2 separate regions of the Hordeum vulgare genome follow, and region 2 is linked to region 1. A link is a contact called in public Hi-C data. All regions are on one chromosome and are shown on one strand. The core of a region is the stretch at or near the end of the contact, and the rest is flanking DNA. Distances in the headings are between cores, read along the strand shown. Region 1 has its middle 21 kb from the start of LOC123449666. Region 2 holds the start of LOC123449668 (alcohol dehydrogenase-like 7).

Region 1 (2,686 bases), core at 134-2,633:
TGTTCTGCTTTTGTGAAGAGCCACGGCTCAGTTTGTGTCACACGTAAGCATCATCCCTTTTACCACACAATTGCAACCAAAATGTACTATGTTATGCAGATAAATCAACTACGCCCCTGTCGCATTGCTCGTTCGTCGCTCCGGCCTCATCGTGCGACCTCATCACACGGGCTCACCGTGCATGCCTCACCACGTGATCATATCATTTCCAAGCACTTCAAGGCAACCCAACGCAAGATCAACTTCTCCCTCAAGACCTCATCAAGCGAGCCAAGACGACGCATTCGCTTCAGCATCAACCCTGGTGCAGATAAACTACCGATGGAACAATATGGTGAGGGTACCTAGGAGGCCGTGCGCCTGGCGGACCGGGTGTTCTCAAGGTAGGATTCACAGCTGCTCAAGGCTGAGTCGAACTTATGAATACATATATGTGGTTTCCTTGCGCGGTCGCTTCTACTTTATTTCGCGCTGCTGCGTTTCTGTTGAAGATGCTCTAAGGACGTTCCAGGAACATTCGGGACATCGACATCTTCTCCCATAGTTGCAGCCTAGTTGGGAGGTCTGTGGCCTATCATGAGCATTCGAGCGATCCCACGAGCGTTCGGGACAACGGCAACTTCTTCCATAGCTGCAGCCCAGTAGGGAGGGCCGTGGCCTCTCAGGCGTATATTGGGCCAGCTGGATACAACCCAATTAGGAAGGGGTACCGGATTAAGCGAGGATTTGAAAGATGTTGTTTCTCTTCGAGGGAGGAAACAAAGCGGTACACTTGGTGGGCATTTCTTATTTGGCGCCACAAGAGTCAGTTAACGTACATTTTTGTTAACTGGCGCATGTGACGTTTGTAAATGGACGGCCCATCTAGGTGCCGTTTGACTTTAAAAAAAAGTATGATCTTATTTGAATATTGATGAACATTTTTTAAATTTCAGAGAATATGATTTAAGATCGATGAACTTTTTTGAATATCGATGAATTTTTTTGAATTTTAATGAACCACTTTTTGAAAATGGATGATACCGTTTTTAAGATTTATGAACTTTTTTTTAGTTCAGTGAACTTTTTAAAAAAAACATAAATTTCACTATTTTTTTTGAATGTTTTAAAAGTTTATTGAAATTTTTAAAAAATTAATGAACTTTTCCTAAATTGGATGAACTTTGTTTTCAAATTGATGAACGTTTTTCAAAATTGATGAACCTTGTTTAAAGATATGAACTTTTTTCTCAAATGGATGAACCTTTTTTATGTAAATCTATAAACCTTTCTTGATTTTATATTTTTATTTTTGTAACAAAAAAGTCCAAGAAAAACTGGGCAGCACTCCAATGGGCTGGCTCATGCTACCAGTGCTGCACGCGCCGGATCGTTAACGGACACCGGCAGCGATGCATAGGAGCTATCAACTTGGTGGTGGCAGCTCACGGTAATTTGAGCCAACACCACGCTTCACGTTTCGGTGAAGCTGGGCCGGCCTGGCTTCTCCTTTTTACTCATAGGGAATGAGCAGCTTCGCGAATTTAGCTTTTCTGGCTAAAACTGTTCGGGACAAATTCAATCATGAAGTTTTGGAAGCGTGAAGCTGGAGTACATTTGAACAAGCCCTAAATCTGCCCATGACTGGTTCTTTTTGTCTTAATTCTTTCATTTCTTTTTCTGGCCTTTTTTATTTTTACCAAAATTATTTCTTCTTTTCCCTGGTACATTCCATTTCTTTTTCTGTCCTTTTTTTTTAACTTTTACCATGTTTTTGATTTTTTTAATTCATTTGTCAACATTTTGTGAAACCATGAATTTGAGATATGTTCCAAGATGTCAAGTACAATAATATTTTTTAAATTGTTCATGAACATTTTTAAAATTATTCATGAATATTTTCTGCAATAAGGTAACAATTTTAAGAGTGAAGAACATTTTTTTAAATCGGAATATTTTTCACATACATGGACATTTTTTAAGTCAATGAACGATTTGTGATTTTTTTTTAAATACGTGAGGAATTTTAGAAATTTAAAATATTTTCAAATTTGTGAACAGTTTTTATCTACATGAACAATTTCTGAAATCTAGGAACGATATTGAAATTCATTATCATTCTTTGAAATTTATATGTTTATATTTTTTCAAATTTGGAAAAGAAAATGAAACTGGTGTTCATCTTTAAAAGTTTGAACATTTTTTGAAAACAGATTTATGTTTAAATTTCAAGTATTTTCACAAGAAGTATGTATATAAAAAGAACAAAAAAAATCAGAGCCTCCCAGCCACGCATATGGCTGGTCCAAAAATGCGCGGGGAACATGAGGTGCGTGTTTCCTCAGTATTCCCCTCATTCGCTGGGGAATAGGAGTTTTTATGTTCATGTGACCCACATCAACGTAGGTCGGGGAATAGGAAGTCTCACGCTGCATCGTATCCACCATCCTAGCTGAGTCTAGCCTGGCTAAGATGATGCAAAAATAAATTGGGATATATGTTTGGTTGTGTGCATGGTGTTGGGCAGGCCAATGTGAGATGTTGTTTGGCAGGTTGTATGCGATATGGGCGAACTCCTACACCACCAGTGCACCATGGCGCCACCCCCCACCCCCTCCAATTTAGCTTCTGCAAAGTACGCGCATGGAGCTCCGACCAATGGCGAAAGAGGGAGCTCAGATGGCGGGATTGAGGTGGGCGGAGCTCT
Region 2 (2,686 bases), core at 116-2,615, 90 kb after region 1:
ATTTTTCTTAGTTGGAGGAGAGTAAAGAAGAGAGAAAAGAGAAGAGGGTTGTGTTAGTAGCCAACTGCAGTACGATACCGAAGGCAGTTTATGAGATTATAAGATGGGACAATTTTTTATAAAGTACCCACTCCATTCTTAAATATAAGTTTTTTTAGCGATTTCATTATTGGACCACATGCAAAGCAAAATAAGCGAATCTGATGTCTAAAGTATATCTATATACATTCATATATAGTTTTTAGTGAAATCTCTAAAAACATCTATTGAAGAACGGAGGAAGCAGTACATATTAAAAACTTACTATTATAATGTTAGCTATTAGATTGGACATCACAAATCTTTAGAGCCGGGCATTGGCTGTATTATTAACCATGCTCTATGGATCCACCTGCTATTTCTTGGTCACATAGCATTTTCCTATTAATTAGTTAGTTGACAATTAGATGACACCCACACGTTTCTTATTACAATGAAAAGAAGATATGTACACCGGAAGCAGCAGCAGCTTTCTCGTCTGTTCCTATCAAACAGTGCCGGGCATTGTACATACCAACAAAGAACAGGGACGTGAATGGTGCATATATGCCGATATGGGTCGAAACGCATGATGCGTCCGGCAGACTTGACTTGTAGTAAGATCAACGACGGAAGCCCATACACAAGTCACGCGCGGAGTTTTCAAAGAGCGTGCGTGCGCGGTACTGCTACAATTCCACGGACTGACAGACAGGGATGGAGAAGGGAGCACTCACCCGAACGCTTCGTGGCCGAAAATCCTGGGGAAGACGCCGGGGAAGTCCTGCAACGCACGGACAGTAGCCGACACGGGTCATAAATGGCGGCATGGCCGCCCTGCTCTGCTCCCACGCGTGTGGCGAATCTGAGCTCGCGTCGTCGGCGGTGGTCCTCTGCGGCGCGTGAGCCGCCTGGCTGTGCGGCTCTCCACGGCCCGGCAATGGCGGACGCACGCACGCGGCGGAGCGGGGATCATGGATGGATGGATGGAGGGGGGCGCGTACCTTCATGCGCCAGAAGGTCACGTCGCTGTGGCAGAGCGAGGTGCAGACGATCTTGAGCCGGAGCTCGTGGGCCTTGGGCGGGTCCACGACCACCTCCTCCACGGCGAGCGGCTCGCCGGCGGCCCTGCACACGGCCGCTGCTCGCCGCCGTGGAAGCACGGTTAGCCACGCCCATGCATGACAAGGAAAAGCTCGGAGATCTTGGCCGCGTACCTTTGCAGCGGATGGGCTTGGGGTGCTTGTCCTCCATCGGCGAGACGAGAGAAGAGGATGCTGCTGATGGGGTGTCTGCTTGCCTGGTTTGGAGTGTTGGAAGGGAGCTGGCGAGGGAGGCCGGCAGGATGGATAGCGCTCTGTTTATATATGGACGGATGGACCTGCATTCTTCTCCCGTTCATATCAGTGAAAGTGGTCTGCATACGGTAAGAGCAAATCTGATCACTCAACAACCATGGACGCGGATGGTTCGCACACACTGACCGGTTACGTTTGAAATATTATATTCTACGTCTGGATACAATTAGAAATCTTAAATTCACATTGTTACATGCAACGTAAACCTAATACTAAGCGGACCTCGTCCGGCTTCGTCGTGTCCATGTTCAATGGTTGGTTGCGCTTTTTATAGTGTCGGTCCGCTTGTTGACGAGGTAGAGTGTGACATGAGACACTAGCCGGCTCACGGGAATCGAGCTCTTGCCGTCTCTGATGTCCTACTCTTCCTCGTCGGAGCCCGTAACCTGAACGGTGCCAATCAATGTGAGGTCGATGACGGATCCTTTTTCACAGGAGCCAACGTCCACCACAACGCGGTTGCGTCGAGCGCACTGCTACACCCTACGGGACGCCGAAGAGTGTGATTCCACCTCTCCAACATCCGTCGTCGCGAGGGCCTCTGCCGCATCCCGTGACTGCTGCATCGCTCGACGGACACGCCGCACCAGGACATCGTGCGAGGTCGGCTATGTGCTTGGCGCGCCAATGAAGGGAGCTGACGAGGGAGGCCGGCAGGATGGATAGCGCCCTGTTCATATTTGGACGGATGGACGGGTTTGCATTCTTCGCCTGTTCATAACAGTGAAAGTGGTCAGGATACGGTAAGAGCAACTCCAACGCGTCCGATCCAAATGAACGCGTGCTACGTCTGCATTTTATTCGTTTGGATCGGTTCGGCTTACATTCGTATCCACTTTTGTAATTGTATCAGCTCTTGCGCCTAACGCGGTCATGACCTATTTTTAAGCAATGAAAAAAACATAAATAAACATTTTAAAAATATAGGAACAATTAATTAAATATTTAATGTGGGCGATAGTGTGCATTACATTAAACATAAAATAAACTAAACTAAAAACGAGGAGGCGCGCTGTCCTAAACGTCCTTGTCGTCATCGCGGGGTCGGTGAGGTCGACGAGCGTCAGCACCAGCCCAGCCCAAGGGAAGGTCGTCTCCCAGGCGGAGGCGACGTCGTCCGTGGAGGTTGCACTGGCGCTTGCTGGGCAGCACATCACTCCTCCTCCTTAACTTCGGCCTGGCTGGCACTCAGATCCTCTCCGGATCCAAATGTGAGTCGTGCAGCAGCGTGACATCGGGGTAAGGGAGGGAGACGCGGTGCTCCCAGTGCCATCTCGCCTGGTGCACGGGTACGCTCACCTGCTGCTGAG

What was found. A called contact is a pair of places that touch in the nucleus more often than the background predicts.
Region 2: a Hi-C map of seedling shows a contact between it and region 1, with 2.1 times the contacts expected there. The contact joins the promoter of LOC123449668 here to the enhancer-like site in region 1. A contact is called at or near these places in 2 of 6 Hi-C or Micro-C datasets (leaf and seedling).

Annotation. Positions count from the first base shown.
Region 1 is chr4H:575,643,183-575,645,868 of MorexV3_pseudomolecules_assembly, forward strand. No RefSeq gene overlaps it. Among protein-coding and RNA genes, the nearest start is that of LOC123449666, 21 kb to the left of the region's middle. Within about 2 kb of position 1,384, at least 3 of the 3 cell types and tissues checked have open chromatin away from gene starts, as enhancers often do. A contact at or near this core is called in leaf and seedling, where this site is marked.
Region 2 is chr4H:575,733,636-575,736,321 of MorexV3_pseudomolecules_assembly, forward strand. LOC123449668 (alcohol dehydrogenase-like 7) reads right to left here and starts at 1,366. Exons shown (of 10, transcript XM_045126958.1): 1 at 1,236-1,366; 2 at 1,023-1,159; 3 at 756-802. The coding sequence starts at 1,272.